Regions from separate parts of the Mus musculus genome. Here regions 2 and 3 are each linked to region 1. Evidence: chromatin contacts called from public Hi-C and HiChIP or PLAC-seq data. All regions are on one chromosome and are shown on one strand. Each heading gives the region's core, a stretch centred on a gene start, on an enhancer-like site or on the middle of the called end of the contact. The rest is flanking DNA. Distances are from core to core; before and after follow the strand shown.

The links. Hi-C and Micro-C count contacts between places; a contact is called where the count stands out from the background. HiChIP or PLAC-seq counts read pairs in DNA pulled down with a chosen protein or histone mark.
Region 2: an H3K27ac HiChIP or PLAC-seq map of bone marrow-derived dendritic cells shows a contact between it and region 1, with 4 times the contacts expected there. The contact joins the promoter of Ptprc here to the promoter of Kif21b in region 1. A contact is called at or near these places in 2 of 115 datasets of contacts at active chromatin or transcription factors (bone marrow-derived dendritic cells and thymic regulatory T cells).
Region 3: a Hi-C map of CD8 T cells shows a contact between it and region 1, with 4 times the contacts expected there. The contact joins the promoter of Btg2 here to the promoter of Kif21b in region 1. A contact is called at or near these places in 1 of 484 Hi-C or Micro-C datasets (CD8 T cells) and 3 of 115 datasets of contacts at active chromatin or transcription factors (bone marrow-derived dendritic cells, double positive thymocytes and large pre-B cells).

The regions. Positions count from the first base shown.
Region 1 is chr1:136,128,860-136,133,504 of GRCm38.p6, forward strand. It overlaps Kif21b (kinesin family member 21B), which reads left to right and starts at 2,531. Exons shown (of 35, transcript NM_001039472.2): 1 at 2,531-2,903. The coding sequence starts at 2,863. It overlaps Gm15850 (predicted gene 15850), which reads right to left and starts at 2,324. Exons shown (of 3, transcript NR_046170.1): 1 at 2,162-2,324; 2 at 534-646.
Region 2 is chr1:138,173,865-138,178,383 of GRCm38.p6, forward strand. Ptprc (protein tyrosine phosphatase, receptor type, C) reads right to left here and starts at 1,262. Exons shown (of 32, transcript NM_001111316.2): 1 at 1,151-1,262. The coding sequence starts at 1,223.
Region 3 is chr1:134,077,603-134,081,933 of GRCm38.p6, forward strand. Btg2 (BTG anti-proliferation factor 2) reads right to left here and starts at 1,553. Exons shown (of 2, transcript NM_007570.2): 1 at 1,310-1,553; 2 at 1-101. The coding sequence starts at 1,451.

The sequences.
Region 1 (4,645 bases), core at 1,281-3,780:
TGTGTGTATGTGTGTGTGTGTGTGTGTGTGTGAGAGAGAGTGTGTAAAACATTGAGGGCTACATGCAGTAGCTGATCCTGAGAAATTGTGTGTGTGTGTGTGTGTGTGTGTGTGTGTGTGTGTGTGTGTGTGTAGCACTGAGGGCTCCATGCAGTAGCTGATCCTGAGAAACATCAAGGTTCATTAAGAAGAGCAGCTGGGCAGAGGTGGGAACACAGCAAAGAAGCAGTGGTTATTGACGCTGGAGAGAGCTCAGAGAGGGCAGAGACTGTCTTAGTCTTTCCCTGAACTAATCTAAATCTCTCCAAATGGCAGCTTAAGCCTCCTTCTCAGCTTGGATCCCCACATGACCTCAGCCCCGTTAGTCCCTCACTCCTGAACAGAAGAGCCCAGGAGTCAGGGTCTGGACCTCAGCCACCCAGCTCCTGCTTGCTAACCCCAGAGGGAGCTGCTGGGGTGGCTGGGGCAACTGGAACCTTGAAACCCTAATGGCTAGGAGGCCTGAGTCCGCAGCCATGGGCCTCCTTGCTTACCCTAGCTGCACACCCTGGATGTCAGGAGACACAGAGAGGAAAGCTCTGGTGGCATTTCCCAGCAGCGGAGCTCTGAGTCAGAAGGTCACCTACTGCTGGAAGTCTGAGCAGACCTATGGCAAACAGGAAGCTAGAGTTAAGTACCAAAGAAGTCCAGGGATGGGAGGGAGGGGGAACAGTTTAGGTAAAAACACATTATCTTTCAGGAGAGCTAAGCCTGTTGCTTGTGGCACCCCCGGGCAAAGCTGGGCCAATCCAGCTCCCTTCCCCACAGGCACGCCCTTAGAGGAATCCCTTAGAGGAATCGGGACGCCTAGAACCACTTGCAGAAGTCCAGATCTTCTGTGTGTTGCTTATGAGACTATTTCCCCACTTGCAAAATTGGGGGTAGGGGAGAAGGCTAGAACCTGGCTCATAAGGTTAGGAGAACAAACAAGAACAAAAGCACCAAGTACCTCCCCGTGTAAGCACCGCTCAGCTCTCCACATCCTCCTTTTGTTAGAAGACAGGGAGCAGCGTCCCAATTTCCCAACACTGTCTCTTGCTCTAAGGAATTTGATTCACTGGCTTTGGGTTTCAGATGCTAATATTAATAAAATATATAGGATCCCACCAGGACCCCTTACACACCACCATCACCACTACCTCTCTGGGGCTCTGGCTCTCCTCCTGTTTGCTACGAGGGTAGGAAGAATGAGCTGACCTAACTTTCACATTTTCCCTTAAAACTATTCCAAACAGGCACCTGGGTTCCCGAGTGGAGCAGTCACAGATGGGGGTGGGGAGTGGGGAATGATGGCACCAAGAAGTGGATCCTCAGGACCCTAACGTACATCCCAGCCAAGACGTCTCACAGGGTTTCATCATCTGAGGCTGATGCAAGAAGCTTGGAGCCAGACTCCCCTGCCTCCCCTCCCCCAGAGGTCTCCATCCACATCTTGAGCTGCAGCTGGGTCCTCCTCTTGGGCCTTTTCCAGAGGAAGGAGCTGGGTGAAGCCTGGGAAGGGAGGGCAGCTGGTGAGGGGCCCTGTGAATGGTCCTAATGTTGGTTGTTGGGGGGCAGGGAGAAGAGTGGGGCTGGGAGGGTGCAGGGGTGAACTGGAATGGGACTTGACTTCACATTACTGGTCTCCTTTCTCATAGCCCTGTGTTGAAAAGTCTCCTGGGCTAATCCTTTATATACATTTCTGATGGCAGCGCTGGCCTCCTTTGCCTTCTAGCTTCTCCCAGGTATCTGGAGTCAAGTGCTTCTTTGTTCCTACTACTTCCCAGGCAGATCTGGCCTCCCACATCGACTCCCCCACACACAACCCGCCCCCCCCCCCCACTGTCACAAAGAGTGTGAACCAGGCCCTGTGGGTCATAAAGGTTAGTGGGACCCTGGTTTAGTGAGGAGAACCTGAGCCAGTCAGCCATCAAAGCAAACTATGAGCTTAAAGATGTTGCAGAGTGGAGGTGGGGAAATTTACTTCCACATCAACAAGAATCCCCTTCAATAAAGGTTGGCGGATTTACCGAAATAAATGCAGAAGGGACACTTCGCTGACTCTTTCAAATTGCAAATTGCTCATCTCTATGAGATGCTTTGAGGTGCAGCACACCGCCCAGCCCAGAGACCAGGTTCTTACCCATGCCTAGCCACAGACTCGCTGTATGACCTTGGGGTGTTCCTCTTTGAGTCCCGTTCCTCATTTAGGAAAGGAAGATCCCACTGAGACTGAGGTACCATGACTTCGAGGGCCGTGGTTCCCGAATGGTCAACTTCCCAGGGACGAGTCCATCATGCCACTCCCGCTTTCACTCCCAAGCCCTCCAATCCTACCCCGCCCCTCCCAGCCACCCGATGGACGGGAGCCAAGAGGTCTCTTTAAAGGCTCAAGTCCCGCCTCTGCTGCTCGTTGGGGCCTTCTATTGGCGGCCTCTGGGAGGGGCGGGGCCCTGCGCGGCTCTGAGGGGCTGGGGGTGGGTCCTGAGGTGGCTCGGCCCCCGCCCCCTTTGTTCGCGCTGCGGCGGGAGGTGGCGGTCCGGGTGGGAGGTGTGTGCGCGCGCGTGTGCCGCGCTGTAGGGAGCTGCGGGTCTCACTGCCCGCTGTCAACGAGCTCAGCACCTCCGCGCGATGGCTGGAGGAGACGCATGGGACCAGCCCCGTGGGGCCGGCCGCGGCTGAGCCCCTCTGCCGCCTCCTGCGAGCATGTCACCTCCAGCCTACGAGGTCGCTTTCGCTAGCAGGGTCCCTGCCTCCGCCTTCTGCAGCCGCAGCCGCTGCCTGGAGCAGTGGCCCCCGGACCCCCGCCCCTGATCCGCGCCCAGACCCTGGTGCCGGAGGACCATGGCTGGCCAGGGCGACTGCTGCGTCAAAGTGGCCGTCAGGTAAGGGTCGATGGCGGGGAAGGGGCGTGCGAGGAGGGGTTCGAGCTTTGTCTCGCGTGTTCTCGGGCGGGGGGCGCGGGCACCGCTCGAGCTGGAGTCTGCAGTCCAGGAGGAGGGGCCGACGCGCGCTGGCCCGGCTGCCGCAGGGGAGCGGCGGCCCAGCGGACTGATGGAAGGTGGCTTTGTTTGGGTGGTAATTTCTGGCCCCTCTTGGGAGCACTTAATGATCAGAAAATCGAATAAACAAGGAAATCCGGTATTTCACACCCAGCTTTGGCCCAGGCCGGAGCGTCTGTGTGTTTCCTCTTGTCCTCCCCATGAGGCTGCTGTCTCATTCTGGGGTATAGGAGGGAATCCCCCCTCCCCCCATCTACCCCAGTTAGCCAGTTCTACGCTCTTGATCCAGCTCACCATCCTGGGAGCGGATACAACAGACAAAGATCGGTTGTGGGACCCATGAAAGGGTTGGAATGGTGCCTTGGCTTTCCACGGGGTGCCAATGGCTTTTGGAGAAAGCCCTGCTGGTCCTGCCCCAAGAGGAGATGGTGCTAGGGAGGAAGAAAAAGGTGTATCCGAGGGACTAATCCAGAAGGGGTGAAAGGGGTGACAGGACCCTAATGCTACATTCACAGGCACAAAGGTGAAACTGAGCAGGGGGGAAGGGCCCCTAGATTTATCTGGATTCCCATTCCCGATATCTGTAGGTATTAGAAGTAATCTGGCAGACATTAAGAGGAAAGAGGACGGGACTTAGTGGGTTCTTTTCCTAGGGGCACACAGGTGCAGGGACAGGAAATGCTACAAAGTTGAACTCTCTGTTCTTTGCAGAGAGTGAAGATGCCTCCCACCAGCTCTCCCGACTGTGTTTTGTGGTCTTCTCTTTAAGAAGAACATAGTGGGAGAGTAGCAATGTGAGTGAGCTGGTCACCAACTCACAGATGCACTGAGGAACATACATCTCTGGTTCTGGCCTTATAGAGTGGGGGAGGGGAGCAGTCAAATTCTAGGGTAGGTCCTTGAGACAAGTGTTCAAATCCCCTGGGTCAGAGATGACCCAGATTCCAGGGATCCTGGGAAGAAGCTCATAGACAAGATGAGAGAAATCGATGAGATAGGTTCTCTCTTCCTGCCCCAGAGCAGATGCCCACCCCCCAACTCTGTATAATCCAGAGAGAAGGCACGGAGGCTTAGTATATAATAGCTCAGGTGCTGAGGGAGGGAGATTGAGGGCTGCTGGTCCAGCAGCTCCTACAGCAGTCAGAACACCACCCGTGCACACACTCTGCCTGGCACTGAACAGCCTGAGACAAAGAGGAGCCCTGCAGGTGTCTGGTGGGCTGGTGGGGCGGAGCCAGGCTGCCACTGAAGCTGACATTGCAGCAGGAACCTTTGGAGGTCGAGGGAAGGGGAGCACGCATGGGCCGGGTGGGAGTGAGACATGTCAATATGGCATCTACAGCAGATGGGGAGAGGGGAGCTACCTGCCGTAAAAAGAAAATGGAAGCCCAACCTCCAACCAGTGTGAACCTGGACTGACAGGACAGGAGACGGGGTGCTCTATCCATGGGGTCTTTCCTTTAGACTCCATTTTACCGGAGAGAGCCAAACAAAGGCCTTCCCCCTTGATTCATACTCCCCAGTCTGGGCCTGGCATGGTAAAATATTGGAGTTCCCACTTCAGGAGCCTGGGGGCATGGGCACCTGTATAGAAAATAAAGGGAAAGCTAGTGTTCCTTCCCACA
Region 2 (4,519 bases), core at 12-2,511, 2.0 Mb after region 1:
AAACCTCATCCAAGCAAATTCGCAACTTACCTAACTGGATTTTCTTTTGAAAAAAAAATCCATCTTTCCAATTAAAAAGCAAAACAAACTTATTGTGATAACATCAACAAACAAGTATCTGAGGCTGCATTTCTTTTCCAGGCCCTCAGACAACACAGAGCAGACGTTAGCCGGCTTAGTACCAGGGATTTCTTTGGAAACGAGAGGAGTGAACATCAGGAAAAAAATAAAATTGAATTCTGATACAATTAACTATTTTCCCCATTTAAAAGTATCTTAGATTAAACACTACAAGGAGAAATGCCATCTAGCTGTAACTTGATAATCAACTCATGTCTCAAAGAGAAACTACTCCAGAAATAATTATTGACCAGACCAGATATGTAAGAAGGACTGAACCTTCAGTAAGCAGTGCCTGCCTGGTCACCCTGTCCTGAAGGACACAGCATTTGTAGGAATTTTATGAACTGTAACACACGTCTACCTTTTCAAGGCTGTACTCTGTACCCATCACCCAGGAAGGGCGGTGGCTCTACCAGAATTTCCACAGCAGAATTCATAGGAAGCATTATCTCAGAACTAAAATGATTAATTCAAAACACATTCGATGGTAAGACAACACGGAGAGTTTTTAAAGCACCTAATGTGCTCTTCAGCCTTTCTGTAGCTGAGCATTCAAAACCCTATTTTAATAATCATTAACATTTGAGGAAACAACCCTTTGTCTGAAGAGACTGGCTTACACACAAGCAAAGCTGTCTCGTGATTTTAAACCTTTCATATTTTGATCAAAAGCATTAAAAGCTGACTTAATTAACAATTCCTCTAACCATAGCAGATGCAGGTTGGATCAATTGCTTTAGCTACATTCCTGAACAGTTTCCAAATAAAGAGAGACAAAGAGAGTCAACTTTCCTATTAAAGTGTGATCTTTCCCCGAAACATTTATGTATTTTGAACAGAAGCAGTGTATGCTGCCCTCCACTAGGCCTTGTTTCTCTGAACAACGGCAAACTTGAACATGGAGTAACGAATCTTCTTACTTTCAATATCCATCACACGCAACTTTTAAAAATAGCCATTTCAACCTAGCCTTTGCCACAAAATCAACAAAATACAAGGAAGTAAAAATGAATATGGGTGTGCTTACCTGTGACAAAGACTTCTGTGTCCAGAAGGGCAAATCCAAAGGCCAGAAGTTTGAGCCACAAACCCATGGTCATATCTGGAGATCAGCTGTGCCCCTAAGAAATAGGGTCTCCCTGAAAGGCAAAATAATGGTTATCTCTCTTGAAGTTTGTCTCTGTAAAGCTAAGTCAAAACTAAAAGAAAAGAACGCATACTTTGCACTCTGTCTTATCAGATGGGGAGCAAGTTTCCTACTCTCTTACCCTAAGAACAAACCACTTGCTAGCTACATGCACTGCTAAATGGTGATGTCAGATTCGGTTTTACTAACTTCTCCAAAAATACTGTAAAGGGTCCTCTTTGCAGGAAGTTAAAAAAAAAAAAAAAAAGGTCGTTCAAAGTCAGTGCAATGGCTTCTTACTTCCTTAATTCAAGTAATTATGCTGTTAGCGGTTCGTCTCAATTTTCCTCTAAAGGAAAACAGTTTTAAACTATATAAATATTGCTCCTTTTTAATATCTTTTTAAGGAAGCTTTATTCAAAAACAATACATCCCTCCCAAGTCATCAATAATTTTCTTACCCAAGATATGACAAGCTTCCACATGAGTATAACAACATAGGGGTTGGCAAGATAACACAGTGACTAAGCTGGTACGAGGCTCTGAAGTTCGTTGAAGACGACCAAGTGACCCAAACCAACTGTCTTTCTGCTTATGTCTGCCAACTCCTGTTATTTACCATAAGGAGCTCAGACTCAAATGGTATGCCTATTTCCTCGGTGATGTGGCTTTCCTATGCAAAACTACCTTCACTGGCTTTAAAGAGCCTCCCAATTTGTTTTTCAGGGCTGCTGGTGGTGGTTTCATTGAGTTTTATGCAGGTATCTCCTTGAGTGGTGGAGTGAGACTCTCCTCTGTGCATCAGTGAATTCTGCTTCAAGACAGGAGTGCCCCTACATTTGGGGTTGCTCTGTGCTATTTACCAATGAAAGAAGAGCAATGAAAACCAAGCCTTGTCTTTTACAAAGTTAACTTGTTTCTTTTGATCATAGTATTTCCCCACCCCACCACACACATCCCTGATCAATTTCACATGTATATTGAATTTGCATTATTTCCCCCCACTCTCTCTTTTCCCCAGAACCCTCCTATGTCCAAATACACAGATTCATCCCTAATTCATACCATTTATTCTTTAACTTTTATTGCTACACACACACCTACAAATAAACGCATCCCTACACACACATACACTCATACACACACACCCCTACACATGTATACACACACTCACACACACACACACACACACACACACACCTGAAGGTATAACCTACTGAGTTTGTTTAGTGGTGTATGTGTGTGTGTGTGTGTGTGTGTAGATGTGTAGATGTGTAGGTGTGTGTGTATGTGTCTGTGTTTGTCTGTGTGTACATAGGGTTGACTACCTGGTATCACATAACTAGTTAGGGAGCTCACCATGCGAAAGTCTAATTCTTATATTCAGCAGTCCTTAACTACCTTTCATGCTTCATCTTGAGTGGGGGCCTCTGAGATTTCCCTCATGAACTTTAGCATATCAACTGATCTTGTCACCATTAAGGTCTTGCTAAGGTAGTAAGCCATTTATTGAGGTTTCATGATGATACCCTTCCCGTATACCTAAAAGACACTATCTTGTAGCAGACGTCCTGGTCCTCTGGCTTTTACACTCTTTCCACTCCCTCTTCTGTGAAGTTTTCTGAGCTTGAGTAAGTTTCCCAAGCCTTGTGTTACAGATGCATCAAATTGGGTTGGAAACCTCAAGGTCAGTCATTCTCTGAGTTTGACTGGTTGTGGCTTTCTATAATGTTCTCCCTCTACTACCAAAAGAAGACTGAATGAATGATGGTATTCTCAGGGAGTTTGCCAATAAGAACATGCCTACAGTATTTTAAAGGTTCCTGTGAATTCAACAGTACAATTAAATGGATCTAGTAATATTTTGCTATCTACTTTCATTTAAAAACAAAAGAATATACACATAACTTAGTGTTTGAAATATGTAGATAATGGGAGACAAGTAGACACAGTGATTATAATCCCTAATTATGAAATACCATAGGGTCTTGTGTTTTCGTGTGTGTGTGTGTGTGTGTGTGTGTGTGTGTGTGTGTCTGTGTGTCTGTGTGTCTGTGTATCTCTGTGTCTCTCTGTGGGTTTGTGTGGTGTACATGTGTTCATCCACCTGTGTACATTTGAAGGCAAAAAGGTAATGTTAGGTGTCTTCTTCTATCACTCTATACATGTTTTTGAGTTAGGGTATCTCACTGAAGCTGTGCTCAGCATTTAGGGTAGACTGTGTGATCAATGAAGCCCTGTCTCTGAGTCCCCAGGATTGGGGTTACACACATGCATAGTCACTTTTACAATGGGTTCTGGAGTTCCAAACTCAGGTTCTCATGCCTGTACAGGCAAGCACTTTTCCCATTCAGCCATCTCTGCAGCACCCTGCAGATACATTTTTGATGCTTAAAACTTTGTTTTCCTCTTACTTTGATTTCAAGGAGCTGCAGGGTCAAACTTGCACATCCCCCTTTCTGTACATGGAAATAACCTTACAACTTAAATTCCAGGTAATAAAATTCTAAAGCCTCAAGGAATCATATTATTTCATATTTGCCCAAACTTACAAATAGTATATATAAACTATGTCACGTGGGCTGACAGTCTCTCCACAAGATCCGTAGATTATCTGATAAATCTTCCAAGACAGGAGAGCCCTCCATTTGAACTGGTCAGGGTAGTCCATGTAACTCTCAAAATAATACAAGCTGTTTATTGCTGGGAACCTTGGTTGCCTTCCAGAGGCTGAAAGTAAACCCAGATTGCTGAAGGTACCACACACTTTGGACATAGGGCTCAGATCTAATCTGAAAAGCTAGATCCAATCTGAAAGCTTTCTTCCTGTGGGCTAGCTTTCATTGTACCATCTGCCTTGGGAGGGAAGCAATAAATAGACCTGACAAGCCAGCTGTGGAACCTATGAACCACAATAATGAGCAACATGACAAGATATCCCTAAAGGTGCAATAGTGGCACTCTTATCTGATAGTATCAGCAACAGTCTAACTGAATTCAAAGCCCATTCAACAGGAGGGAAATTATGCATCATATTAAGAACCTTGCCAACCACCTGGAGCAAGGAAGGTCATAGCTCTCAGAGGAGAAGCTATTACTACCACTTTTCTAGAGCAACATAAGTCCTAGCTCCTGAATTCTAAAAACAAATCCTTATGCCTATAGTTAAATGTAACTCTTACCCCACCCCATCAGAAAAGCTTTTTTGTAAGAAATTGAAGCCATTATATAGTATCAACTGGTCATAGTTCAAAGATCAACTGATTTTGG
Region 3 (4,331 bases), core at 303-2,802, 2.1 Mb before region 1:
CACCTTGCTGATGATGGGGTCCATCTTGTGGTTGATACGGATACAGCGATAGCCAGAACCTTTGGATGGTTTTTCTGGAAACCAGTGGTGTTTGTAATGATCTGTGGAAAAAAACAAGAGGAAGATGCGCCGTTAGAAAGCATTCTCTGATGTTTACCACAAGGGGAGGATGAGGGGAGAGGGCTGGGGAGGAGACTTCCTCTTCTCAGCGACAGTATTTAAGAGCCTCTCCTTAAACTCCCCCTGCCACTTAGAAAGATTCCTGGGTCCTTTCCAAGTTTTTGTACACTGGAAAGCAGCCCCAGAGCTTTCAGGTAGATGCTCTATGGTGGTCATGGATATTTTTGGCACAATCCTGTTTAAGGCAGGAAGGGCTAGCAAGAACCGGCAGGGCCTCTGACGACCAAGGCACTGAAATTTCAAAGCCGGTAGGTAAGCGGCCAATGTTGTTGGTTGCCCAACAAGTCACAAGGCCTCTCATCCCTTCCGCATCAGAAGAGTTTTGAGATCTTTAGCAAAGGTAAGGGGATAAAAAATGGTTTTGTTTTGATGAAACAGCTGTTGGTCCTCAGATCTGTGCCAACATGTTGAGAGATGGCTATCGCAGCCCAAGGCAACCAACCAGTTATAACAGCTGCGGACAGAGGCTAAAGGGTGGCTTATCACTCCTCCACCTCCGTCCCTCACACCCTGCCTCCATAACACACACACCCCCTCCCCGCCCTCGCAGTTGGCTAGGCTACCAGGCTCTTTTCTGTACTACAATAGGTGGCAGATGGTGAAGAGGGACCAAAAAAGAAAAAATACAAAGGGGGCCCAGATTACAACTTGCAGCGGGTAAACACGCGGCAGAATGGGCCTGTATGATGACAGGCTCAGGACTATACAGCAACAGTGGCTAGGACTCAAGAGTTGTCTAGAAAGTTCAATTGCGCATAAAAGTCGCACAGCTTGGCCTGGCTTCACATCCCCTGAGGGTCTGTTGTTCTCCAAGATTCGGAGATAAGGGTGAGCTCGGACTCTGAATACACACACACACTGACTTTTCTCATGGTGTTGTCAGGGTCTCAGAATGTACTCAAGGAAGAGGGTCGGAGCCTCGGGAGCGAGGCGGGGACTGGAGGGCTGGGAGACGGGGACTTAACCGAAGGGACAGAGGACCATCAGTGGCCTCAGAGATTAATTAGAGAAAGACATCTGAGACCCGGAGTTGTTCGCGTAGGGGTCCCCGTCACAGAACAGTGATAAAGACACCCCAGGCAAGAAGTGGCCGCGCCCGAGTGGTTCCAAGACCCCGACGTGTGCTCACCGGTCAGTGCGTCCTGGAGCGCCCTACTGAAAACCTTGAGTCTCTGCTCGCTCACGCAGCCCCGAGTCCTCAGGAGACTGGAGAGGAAACCCACGGCGGCGGCGATCTCCGGGAGCATGTCGGTTCTCTTCCCGTGGCTCATACCGGTGGCTGAGGAAGTAGCTGTATTAGAACGATGATGACGGTCTGGCCACCTCTCGGGCTCTGCCCGGACTTTCCCCGGGCTGCGCCTTTCATACCACTCGGGGAGGCGGGGAGCCGTCGGTGGCGCCCATTGGCCGACGCTGGCGGATGGGGGCGTGCCCCTCCGGTGTCTCGCCTCTCCCCTCCGCCTGCGCCCGCCCCTCTCCGCCCCGCCCGCCAGCTCGCCCGCGCCTCCCAGGCGCTGAGGTCATCGCTCACTGACGTCATTATTGGGAACAAGCACCGGACTCCCGTGCTGTGGGAGGCAGGCGGGAGAGGGCCTTGGACCTGGGCAGAGGAAGCGCGCTACACCGGGCATGCCCGGACGTCGTCTCTGCACAGCGCCAAAACCCAGGTTGCCTGCTGCCTCCTCCAGGATGCCCTCGCCGATGTTATTTCTCCCATGTCTCCTGACAGACACTGACAGAGCCGTTCACCCCCCTACCTGAACATCTCTGCCACTCATCCCCCCAGCTGATCAAAACGGGTTCCTCGTGTTTTCAGCAATGGGGATTGTATTCTTTTTGCTTCCATAATAATTCCACCTCCCCCAACAAATTCTGCTCTTCCTCTTCTGTAATTGCCTAAAAGTAATCAGCTCTCACTGTTTGGTGGGAGGAGTGTCGAGGAGAGTATTTTCTGTCCGTAGGGTTATTTTTCCAGCACTCACTTTCCTTTAAATGGCAGTGTCTGTGTGTGTGTGTGTGTGTGTGTGTGTGTGTGTGTGTGTGTGTGTGTGTGTGTGTGTGTTTAAGTAATCTGGTGTGAATTGTACAAAGTTTTCCATCAGTTCCCTGCCCCTCCCTCTTCCCTGATTGTTTTCCTTCCTTTTTGTGCACTGAGGCTTTTGTAAACACTAGCTCCCCAGAGGAAAGGCTTCAGGTCTGGCTTGTCTACACGCAGGGGCTCAGGGACTGGTGCCAGGAAGCTAGGCAGACTACTGAGTGGGGCAACTTGTCACCCACATCTCTGAGCCCTGCACAGGATGGGGCCTGAATTTAGCGCCATGGCTTGTGTAAAATCCTGTTTTCCCTGAGTTCTAAGCCAGGCTTCTCTCCCTGTATCCCTGGTCTGAGCCACCAGCTTCCCTACCTGGATCCTCTGTATCCACCCTACCCCATTTCCCTCTTCCCTTTTCTCTCCACTGTCTGTTTTGCTGCTTGTTTTTCTTCAGTGGACTTCCCATCAATACTTCTGTCCCTTTTCCCACATGCTCTATCCCTCCCTCTAAATGTCTAGTGCTCCCTCTAAAGCTACCTCCCTCCCTGTTCCCCCTTTCAGACAAAGCTACTGATCACTGTCCCTATAGCACCCAGACCCTCTTTTTGCTTCCTCAGACCTGGTCCCAAGACTGTTGGCTTCTTCATCCCTAAATAATCTCAGTGGGTTCCTTCCCCTCCCATGCCCAAAGCACCTTCCCGGAAAGAGTCTTTTTCTAAAGTGTCCATCTGCTTGCTCTTGCCTTGCTCAAACCATCTGAGACAACCCCTCCCCCCCTTGCCAGGTTGCCTGGACTCATTTGCCTGACCAGCAAGACATTTCATCATTTTCTACAAACGACCTACCTTTGTAGGTTCCTACCACTTTGTACTATAGGGTCCCTTTCGTCACTGTCAGAAGACAGTATCACGACAGCTCTGCCATCTGGGTCACAGAATTTCCCCCACTATTCACTTGTCTATAACATGGCCCTTATCTCACACACCATGGCTGTGTCTTTAACTCGGAGTACCTTCCTACCTCTTAGCCGCCAATGCATACTCCTGCAGATCCCTGAAACTTCACCTTGAAAACACATGCCATCCTCCCAATGCTGAACTGATGTTACCCCTGTGGTCACTTAGCTCATCACAAACTGGGGATCCTCCTGCCTCAGCCTTACAAGCAGGACCTCTCCCCCTGGCCCAGCATCAGTTTACAAGGGACTTGGGAGTGGGCTACTATGTTGTATGCCTCATATTTCCCGGACACCTCTCATTTTGAATGTTCTTCCTTCTGTTTCTCGGGGTGAATCAAAATGCCCTGGGACTCTAGCAATCTGGCATTAAACACACCCCTGGATGGCTTCTTCACTGCCCCTCCTCTAGGGCTGGGACAGGAAGGGTGAGGTGATTATTCCTGCTTTTTTTTTTTTTTAAACAGGAAGCAGGGCTGACCTTGTAGAAAGGTAACCTAGATGCAATGAACCAGAGAGGTCAGCTGTCAGCAAGGCCAGAATTGACCAAGGCTAGCCACCAAGGAAGGCAGCCGAATAGGTCAAAGCGCACAAGCCTGATCTGACTGGTTTGTTCAGTTCCTGAATTTGACACTCTTACTGTCATCTCCCAGAGTCTTTGGCTCGGGTTTGGTGTTCTGGGCCTAACATCCTATAACCAGATTAATGGAAAAAAGCTTTCTGCAACCCAAAACATCAGCCTTGTTTTTCTTTAACTCAAACATGCCCCTATGTGTATGTTCACATCTCTCTGCAGTTTATGCAGTGACCACTCAGTAGAGCCAGGACAGGATATAGCTTGCAGATTACAAATGTGGTGTTGTTGTCATTGGCTTCCCCAGTCCCTGCTGCTTGGCCACACAGGTAAGGTGTCCCCAACCCTGAAATCAATTCTAAGGCTAGGTGTGGTAGTAGCAATCACCTTTAATCACAGTACTCAGAGAGGCAGGGGCCAACCTGGTCTACCTGCAGAGTTCTAGGCCAGTCAGAGCTACACCTTGAAACCGTGTTACAAAACAAACAATTCTAGAACTTAAGTCCTGATTTGGGGGTGCTGCTGCAGCGTGGTATTATCCGCTGGGTTTCTGCAGAGACACCATTAGATTGTACTCTGATGCTGTAGTG